Linked DNA regions of Astyanax mexicanus: region 2 is linked to region 1. Evidence: chromatin contacts called from public Hi-C data. All regions are on one chromosome and are shown on one strand. Each heading gives the region's core, a stretch centred on a gene start, on an enhancer-like site or on the middle of the called end of the contact. The rest is flanking DNA. Distances are from core to core; before and after follow the strand shown. Region 1 holds the start of haao (3-hydroxyanthranilate 3,4-dioxygenase). Region 2 holds the start of LOC103031649 (mRNA decay activator protein ZFP36L2-B).

Region 1 (4,747 bases), core at 427-2,926:
ACCTACACTACTGCTAAGCAAAGAGGAAGCAGAGGAAAACAGCAGAAGTGAAAGAATGTGTATTAAGTGTGGACACTTAATATGTGAAAAACAAGGGCAGATTCAAAAGTCAAGTCAGAAAACTCTGGACTTGACTTTGAGACTCGGCATGCAATAATTAACCCGGACAGATCACTGAACTGTCCAGTCAATAGAGAGTAGACTATTTCAAGGCTATGCTTGTGCAGGAGATATGATATAATCATTTGTAATTTGTTTAATTAGACAGACTGTAGTCTAAATAAGAACGGGACGGGATAAATTAACAATAAAAAGTGACGTACTGTAAATAACAGGATTCAGCAAGAAGAAAAAAACACTAAGTCCCAATCCTATTTCACCCTTAGGCCCTACCACTTAGCCCTAAGTGTGTTAGGGCTACTTGGCTCATCAAACTAAGATTTTTCAGAGGCTCACTCAAAACTGAGGGATAAAAGAATCACTGGCAAGATGATAGCACAAGTGACAAAATGAAACCCACAAATTTGAGTATTTTCCTTGTTAAAAATCATCATAACCACTATTATGCCATAGTTTAATGTGTTGTTTCAATGTTTTGTAGCCATTTTCTTCATAACAAGCATAGAAAATATGTAGTAGTTTGTCTCGGTAGCTAGCTAACAAGCTAACTTTCACATTCCACCTTAAATAGTGCAACAGACACAGGGAGGCTGCAGCATTTAAGGTGGAACAGAAAAATAAAAGCTAATAAAAGCTAATTTTAGCTCCCCATCACAGGGGAATGAAAGAATAAACAATAATAATTAATTGCTGCACCACCCTCGTTCTAAAGTTAACTAGTTAAACAGCAGCTAGGTTGTTGAATTGCTAGAACTAGCTATGTCTGTACTGGTGGGCTTGAAGAGTTGTCCCAATTCTTAACGTACCTCTGTTCCAAGGGGAAGGGTTACAATCAAAAATGGGACTGGGCCTACCCTACTACAGTGCAAAAACCAAATTTAATTAGAGACACCACAATTGCAAAACACACTTAGTTAAAAAAAGCACTTACACATAGAAAAGGCTTCTCTGGAATAAGAAGTAGAATCACAGAATCAAATCAGTAACAAATCACAGACAAAGTTGCAATCAATTAAATGCGAAATATCAGAAAGAAGACATATTTCATTAAAAAAATCAGCAAAGATTAAAAGATAAGAACAAAGCTTTACAACAAATCTGCAGATTTGCCTTTAGAACCCATTGAATTGAAGCCCAAATTTGTCCTGTAAACCCAATTTTCTACCATTTATACTTCACCTCTTCACCCTCCTCTATGTGGTAATCCTTCCGTATGTTGGGACCTCCAACATACATTATATTAAGCTGATAGAAGAACCTGAAAATGATGATTTTCCTCCTCAGTTCAGTACAAGTGATTTCAGTAAATAACGTTACAGTACTTAACTAACGTTAAATGTCTGCACGTCTGTAATACTTACATTAATTTGTTGCAGACGGGTGGTAGAAAGGATTTCTCATTCTCCGCAATCCACTGATCTACATTAAGATGAAGAGACTCGTTTGTCATTTTTCTGGATGACGGCTTCGAACCACAGTAAGTTAGTTTAGTTTAATGTATGTGTGTGTGTGTGTGTGTCTCTGTCTGACTGCTGCTGGTCTGAAGTTGCTTTCTGCAGCTGCAGTTTCTTGAAACGCGGAACAGTTGCTGGAAAGTTTTGTAACTTTCCTGTCAAAATAAAAGCCATTCTGAAATATACCAAATTCGAACAAAAAATACAGAAGGAGGAGGACAGGTAACGCTAGTTAACACTCGGTAAAGTGGCACATCTCACTATGCCTTCAGTTTTTTTTCCAAAGTAATGTTTAAAATATTGAAAGTTCTCTATTTTTGTGTAATAAATAATATATCAATTAATAAAAATGTTGGCAAATGAAATTATTGAGCAACACTGTTTTATTGTATGCATTTTTATTAAGGAGTCAAATTATACAAACTTAATTTACTTGGAATACAGTTTTCAGCTGACATTTTTATAAACATTCATGACATTAATACAGTACAATACAGTGCAATAATTGCAATTTCAATGGTGAAATAATTATACCTAATATTAAACCTGGTGCCAGTGTTTGTGTGTGTATAATTTATTTTATTATTTACATCAATCCATGAATTTAGCCGTTTTTATTGTTTTCTATTATATTTTCTTAAACTAGTTTAGGATATTCAATGAAAAAAGAAATCTATGTTTTTAAGGATGAACTTTTATTTTGACAGAATTTTGTTTTGGACTCCGGCGGGAAAAGGGGCGGGGTGCTGCAGTCTGGAGCCAGGATAGCGAGAGGTGCAGAAATGGACTATGAGCCCAGACTTTACTTTCGGAGTTCAGCGACCTAAAGTACCCGAAAAGGTTTAACTAAAATGCTCGTGTTTGCTAATTAAATTTCCCTTGAATGTGTGATTTTATATGGTTTAACATTGTATAGCCTGAATAGTCAGTCAGCTGTCAATGATAAATACGTTTTTTAGCTTCAAGTTCATGTTTAAGTTTAAAATCCCAGTGAGTACATAGTTATACTTGACTTAGCTAGCTAACTTTAATGAATTATATAAGACGAAAGGACTTTATTACGATGAAGGGTTCAGGATTTATTAGTTCAATATCAATAATGTGAGATAAGGATAGAGCCTGCTGTCAGCACTAACTACATAAGGGAGTAGGATTTGTTGTATAGCTAACAGCTGTCAGTCCTTTATCATACTTGAGATTAATTAGAATCAGTCAGTAACGTTAGCTAGTTAGTTAGTTCGTTAACTGTGTGTCGAGGCCAATTTAATGTAATCAGCGAGCATCAGACCAACTAACTTTTAGCTAGTTAGCCAATTAAACTGGATTGACTAGCTAGTTAATGGTGGCCCATATTATTGGGGACTCGGTAAAATGAGGAATGTGCCAAAACACGTGTAATAAAATGATAGCTTAGTTAAGCTAACCTAGGTTAGTTAGGGTTAACTTGGTAGCTAGCGTATAACAAAACTCCTTTTATTTATTTCGTGAATAAATAATAAAACACTAAGAAATTGGGGAGCTCTAAATATAAATTATTAAGATAAGCTAGCTAGTTAGCAAGCTAATTTACCTTCTATTTATGACCACTTCATATTAAAGCATTGTAACGTTAAATGTAAGCCTAATTTAAATTAGGGAAACGCTTTAACGTTACTCATCCAAATAAACGCGTTTCAGGGAGATTGTTAGCTCGTTATATGTGTGTAGAATAATATCCAGGACTTTTTTGACTTTGAAAGTAACTTAACCTAAATAGTTTTTATAAGTATAGTTTTATAATTTAGACGCTCACAAACGCTAAAGCTAACAGTACAGACATTACAGTCACTTACTATAAGCTGCTGTTTGGTTTGCTAGCTAACGTTAGCTAGCGTTGCTAACTGGCTAATTTAACTGTCTTTTGTGCCCGTTTGGACTAAAGAATAAATAATAAATCGGCTCGTTCTCTCAGAGCATTACACTAGAGAGAGAAAAACGCGGATGCCGCACAACTAAGTAGATAATTATTGACCAGCTGATGTGATGATCGCGGTGTTGGAGTGTTGTAATTATAAGCCGTGCAGGGAGCCTGGGTGGATGGAGCTCCAGTGGCGCAATCGGTTAGCGCGCGGTACTTATACAGCAGTACAATGCAGAGCAATGCCGAGGTTGTGAGTTCGAGCCTCACCTGGAGCAGACATTTTGATTCACAGAAAAACAGACTTAGACTAATATATAAAAAAGAGAAGCACGATAGACAGCTGCACAGAGGTTTGTTTTAATGAGAGTACAGTGGAGGAACTGTAGAATTACAGGCTGGGGGAACCTTTTTGTAGTTGTAACCTATCCCAGCTATAGATGTGGTGGCTGTGGTTTTAGAAACAGTTCGATTTCTCAACTATAAATCGAGGGGATGCTTAATTGTTTTTATGTATGAAGACAAGTTCATATTTATAACGTTTTCAGAATTTATAAAGAGTTCCGAAATCAATATTTGGTGGAATAACCCTGTTGTTTAATCACAGTTTTCATGCATCTTGGCATGGTCTCCTCCACCAGTCTTACACACTGCTTTTGGATAACTTTATGCCACTCCTGGTGCCAAAAATCAAGCAGTTCGGCTTGGTTTGATGGCTTGTGATCATCCATCTCATTATCTCTTGATTATATTCCAGAGGTTTTTAATTTGGTAAAATCAAAGAAATTCATCATTTTTTTTAGAGCTGTATATATATATTTTATTTCGATTTTTGTACCTATACCTCACAGAAAGGCGGATTCCTCATTAAAAAGTAAATAAAATGTGTGTAAACCAGATTATAACCTCTCGTAAATTTGTGCTGTGTATTTTCTGTAAATAATGTGTATACAGGGGCAACAGGGGGCGCTGTAGGATAAATGAACAGACATTCTCCTCTGTAAATGTGTGAACCACTTGGTGGCAGTGTTGTACAAGAATTCAGTTTTTCAACAGCATGTGCATTTTTTCATTACCCTCTGTAAATTCTCTCTCTCTCTCTCTCTCTCTCTCTCTCTCTCTCTCTCACACACACACAATTAAAGTGCTGTACTACTCCTTGATGTTAGCATGTTAGCTGCACTCTTGTACACTGTTTAGAGGTGGTCTATATGGCGTAATGGTAACGGAGAAAGTGGTTGGAAAAGTAAAGGAATGGAAAATGCACTTGTAAACA
Region 2 (4,768 bases), core at 1,492-3,991, 470 kb after region 1:
AAAGATAATAAATAAGTTAAATAGGTCATAGCCAGTTACGTACTGCTATGTAAATCACTCAAAAACAGCTAAAAAATATATATATATTCAACCATCAGCAGTGATTTCCCAACAAACCCAACAAGAGTGCTTCAACTAAGCAGCACACTACACTAACCGAGCCGACCACCGTGTGGCGCTGCTGTGAAACTGCTGCTGCTGCATACCATATGGTTCATCATCATCATCATCATACTTTTGGAATGGAAGTCGCTCTGTTTTGTTTTGTGTGTGTTTGAGCTTTCAGAAGCGCATACACTGAGATATTTAGGCTACTTTGCAAACTGGAACTCGTCAAGGCATATTCTTGGTAGGATGGAGGAAAATCTGAAACCGCTCTGTCTCTCATACTGAAGAAAAGGTCAGTCTCTGTGCAGAAAGAAAGAGAAGCGTGTGCGCGGAAAGTGAGGGTCTGCTGGAGCACACGCTGCTGGAATGCCTTCTGTTGATATCGAGCTACTTTCATAGCTATCAGTTCAAAAGCAGAAAGGAGAGATAGAGAAGGAAAGAAACAAAACTAATGCCATGGTGTGACAGACAATCCATCTCCCTGGATGTTGAAGTCTGTAAAACTCTCACAGGTCGTCGTGAATGAGACTCTGCTGCTGCTTTTATAATTTAGCTTATCTCAGCTAACTAACAGTCTGGAATCATCTCAGCTCCTCCAGTCCTGGAAACAGGAAAATCCAAACACACGCGTCCTCATCTCAGATCTCAGATCAGCTCAGACCTCTAATCATCAGAAATCGACAGCCTGCTGAAGATTGGCAAACGCCGCCCGCCGTCCAGGCTGGGCGACTCGGAGCCGCTGAGGCTGCCGGAGGAGCTGAGCGAGCCGCTGGCGAAGCTGTCGCGGTCGGAGATGGAGTCCGGCGGGCTGGGCGGGGAGTCGAAGACCGGCGACTCCGAGAGGCGCTGCAGCGCCTGCAGGTGGCTCAGGTTGTAAGGGGGCGAGGGGGGACCCACCGGGGTCTGGAAGCTGCCGTAGTACGAGGTGGCGTAGCCGCCGGCCGTCTGCACAGCTAGAGGGGCCAGCAGCGCTTTCAGGTCTTGGCCGGCGGGGAAGGAGAAGGGGCTGGGCGCCAGCGCGTCCTCGTAGAAGCCGGAGGAAGGGGGCGGGGGCGTGCGGGACGTGGGGCTGGTGTCCAGCAGCGGCGAGTCCAGGCCGTGCTGCGTGGAGAAGCCGGCGAAGCTGAGACTGTGGTGGAGCTTGGGTCTGTCGCGATAAGCCGGACCGCCGACAGGGGGCGCATCTCGGGGCACGTAGCCGCCGCTGGAGCACTTGGGCTCGGCCCCGTTGGACGAGTGGCTGTGGCTGGCCGGGGCCGGCCGGCGCTCGTCCGCGTTGTGGATGAAGTGGCAGCGCGGGCCGTAAGGGCAGAAGCCGATGGTGTGGAAGGTGCGGCACGGCTCCGTCTTGTACTTGGGGTGTCGAGAGAGGCTGCGCAGCTCGTGGTAACCGTGCGCGAACTGGCACTTCTCGCCGTACTTGCAGGCGCCGTTTTCCTCGAAGGGCCGGCAGAGCTCCGTCTTGTAGCGGGTGGAGTTGATCTGCGAGGCCGCCTTCTGCTGCGCTTGCTGCGGCTGCGCCTGCGTGCGCTCCCCGCCCTCGCTGAAGGCGCGCTCGCGGTACCTGCTGCAGCTGTTCTCCTTGTTCAGCATGGCGGTGGTGCTGCTGCTGTCCTTGTACGTGTACTTGTTGCCGTTGCTCGGCTGCAAATCCGTGCTGCCAGCCGAGTTGCGGCGGAAAAATCCCGGAGCGATAGGACAGCTGGTGGCGCTGGCCGGGCTGGACAGAGGGGCGCCCACCGCCTTCTTGTCCAGAAGGTTGTTGAAGTGGAGGGCGTTCATGTTAAAGTTTTTCTCAGGCTGTGGAGAAACAGGGAAGAAAGTTAGCTCACTTAGTTACATAAAGCTGGAGCTGAAAACACAAAGTTCCTAACAGGACAGGAGTTAGTTAACTAACTAGATAGCCTAGCGAACTACAGGAGGAAAAGTGCATGCTAGCTAGCTTTAGCCTGCAGCAAAAGTTTGAGCTGAAGTTTAGTTTAGTGCACTACTGGTCGAGTTTTTCAAAACCCTGGTCCTGGAGACCCACTGCCTTGCACACTTTTTCTGCGTGTTTTCTCTGCCCCAACACACATGATCCAACTAATCAGCGTATCACCAGCTCAATACTGGAGTTAAAGGAGTTAAAGTGAGTGTTAAAGCAGAAAAAAAACACAAAGTTGTGCAGGGCAGTTTGTGCAGAGCAGGCTACTGCTAGCTAAGTGCCACTTTCACACAACAGGAAAAGTAGAATGAAAGCTTAACTGCTGCGTACAAACTTCCCCTGCACCTAACAAAAGTCACTTTTTTTTGCTAGATAACCAACTACCTTGTAGAGCATGTCGATGTCGTAGATGGCGGTCAGGATGGAGGTCGACATTGCTGCTTCTGAGCTGACGAGCTGCAGTAGATCTTTCATTGGAGAACCAACCAGGATCCCGGAGCGCAGCTGGTGTTTACTTCTGGGCTTCGTTTGCCACGACTGCTAGTTTGGGAGAGGAGTCCGAGAGACGGAGTTTGTAAAAGTAATTCCAGATGTCCGGGTCTGCCACTAGAGCGGAGCTGTGAGTTAGTTGTGTTTCGAGTTGCTGTTCGTCTCCCTCCGTCTCTCTCTGCCGAGTCAGAACAGTCCGCCGCGCGCTCCCCTCCAACATATACCGAGAGCAGAGCGGCCCGAGGGGGCGGGACCGCAGCCGGAGCCGCGCGACCACTCACTTTTGGACCAAGTCGAGCGCCGCCGCTGATTGGTCAGCTCTACTTAAAAGCCCCGCCCAGCAGTTTAACTTCGCTGTGACTCCACAGTCTATAACTTTCTGGTGGAGGAGTGAGAGGAGCTGGACAACACGAGGAGACCCAAACTCCACAAAACTCCTACAGTTTATACACGCTCAGTCTTCATATTCACATATATACATATTCACTGCGCACACAGTTTTTAAAAGAGTGTTTTTCTGTGCTTTAAGAATTAAGAATTTAAGAATTAAGCACAGAAGAGTTATTGAAAAAAAAAACTTTAAAACAAAGTGTAAGGTAATTTTACCATTTAGTCATTTTACTGGAAAGTCCTAATACTCTTCACCAGTTTGGCAGCACTTAAAATGAAATTTACCCCAATGAATGACATTGTCCTAAAAATAATTACAATAAATTATATAGTAATGTTCTTTTAAGACCATTTCGTACCACTGATAATAGTAACACAATAACAAATGAAATTACACACTTCTAAAGAGCAAAATAATATTATCAATAATGAAAAAAATACAGAATCAAACTGGAATATATCAAACAAAAACACTTTCATAACCACTATTTTTTAAAAGTTGACATATTAGCTCACTGACACTAATGTTGTCTCCTTGCTAGGTAAAACAATATGCAATAACAAAGTCAGCAAAAAAAAATATATTTATATTGGGACCAAGTCAGTAGATTGTAGCTACGAAAAGTTGATAACATAATTATTGCCGTACTTATGACCTAATTTATGGCATTTTATGGCCTAATTTTGTTTGTCCCACATATTGTATATCATTTATTCATTTATGTAAGTGGTTATTGCTTTATTTCACTTGGTTTGATTGTGTTTCAGATAAAACAAATATCTGCTCACATGAAGTTGAAGTTATGTACTGCTGCACAATGTCGACACAGTCATTGTTGTACATATTTTAAATTTCTCTTTGTAGCAGAGGGAAACAAATATTAGCCAGCTATTACCATTACTATTAGCTAGCAGTTTTGAAAGCACTGAGGAGTGCTAGTGGGGGAGGAGACTGCATGTCTAAAACGTGCTCTGGTTGCTTTAGTACACAGGTTCTTCACTTCTGAGGGTAATGCTGAAACCCTATCAGAGCCCGCAGACAGATAAAAAGCTAAATAGATAAACAGATAGATAAATCCAGATAGATAAAGCAACAGGCAGTTAACAGTGTGCCGTGGTACGTTACAGTAACCCAGTTTTGAATGCTTCCTTTGTGGTTAATCAACACCCAGCACTTTCGATATCTGTAAAACGATCAAAGTCTGTAGTAATAAACTAAAGTAGCCTATCCACTGCTGAGAATGATTAACTGTAGTTTTCTTTACTTGGCAGCCTATATAACATGACCGTCACCTAGTTTTAGGCTGGAGTGGTTTAGCTATAGAAGTGCAGGAAATATATTCTAAACCTTCAAAACCTCTGGTCATATCTGAGCTCTGCACTCACTGAGCAGTGCTCCTCATAATGAGCACTACTGCTTCAGCAGCAGCCCAAAAATGAGGACCATGTGAAGGAATGCCTCATGCCTCACCCCCTTAGTCACTAAACCGATCCAATACCGCCCTCTATGGGTCTTAAAGGGTTCTTTTAATCAGAAAGACATAAAGTACGTCTTGGGCACCATCTAACGTTCAAAACAGGTACTGAGCATATATTTATATACCCTTTCTGTCTGGCTCCCATCTGCTAGCTGCATTCTCCATCTCTCATTAAAGCATCAAAGTGGACCTCAGTAACACACACACACACACACACGCCTGTGGCTGCGCTGTGCACAAATTCAAGAGTGTCAAACACTGACAGTGACTTTGTTTTACCCCCACACACACCGCCCCGCCGCTGGGTGGAAAGGGGGTCGGCTCTGCTGGGCCGTTCCAAAACATTACATCACTTTACAGTAATGAACATTACAACTGC

The links. Hi-C and Micro-C count contacts between places; a contact is called where the count stands out from the background.
Region 2: a contact with region 1 is called in a Hi-C map of muscle, with 12 times the contacts expected there. The contact joins the promoter of LOC103031649 here to the promoter of haao in region 1. A contact is called at or near these places in 2 of 3 Hi-C or Micro-C datasets (both in muscle).

What each region holds. Positions count from the first base shown.
Region 1 is chr7:20,291,228-20,295,974 of AstMex3_surface, forward strand. It overlaps haao (3-hydroxyanthranilate 3,4-dioxygenase), which reads right to left and starts at 1,677. Exons shown (of 10, transcript XM_007235270.4): 1 at 1,482-1,677; 2 at 1,300-1,378. The coding sequence starts at 1,570. It overlaps LOC111196024 (a long non-coding RNA gene), which reads left to right and starts at 2,311. Exons shown (of 3, transcript XR_002651970.2): 1 at 2,311-2,414. It overlaps trnai-uau (transfer RNA isoleucine (anticodon UAU)), which reads left to right and starts at 3,656; the gene lies at 3,656-3,749.
Region 2 is chr7:20,755,200-20,759,967 of AstMex3_surface, forward strand. It overlaps LOC103031649 (mRNA decay activator protein ZFP36L2-B), which reads right to left and starts at 2,742. Exons shown (of 2, transcript XM_007255794.4): 1 at 2,417-2,742; 2 at 1-1,908. The coding sequence starts at 2,506. The coding sequence ends at 772.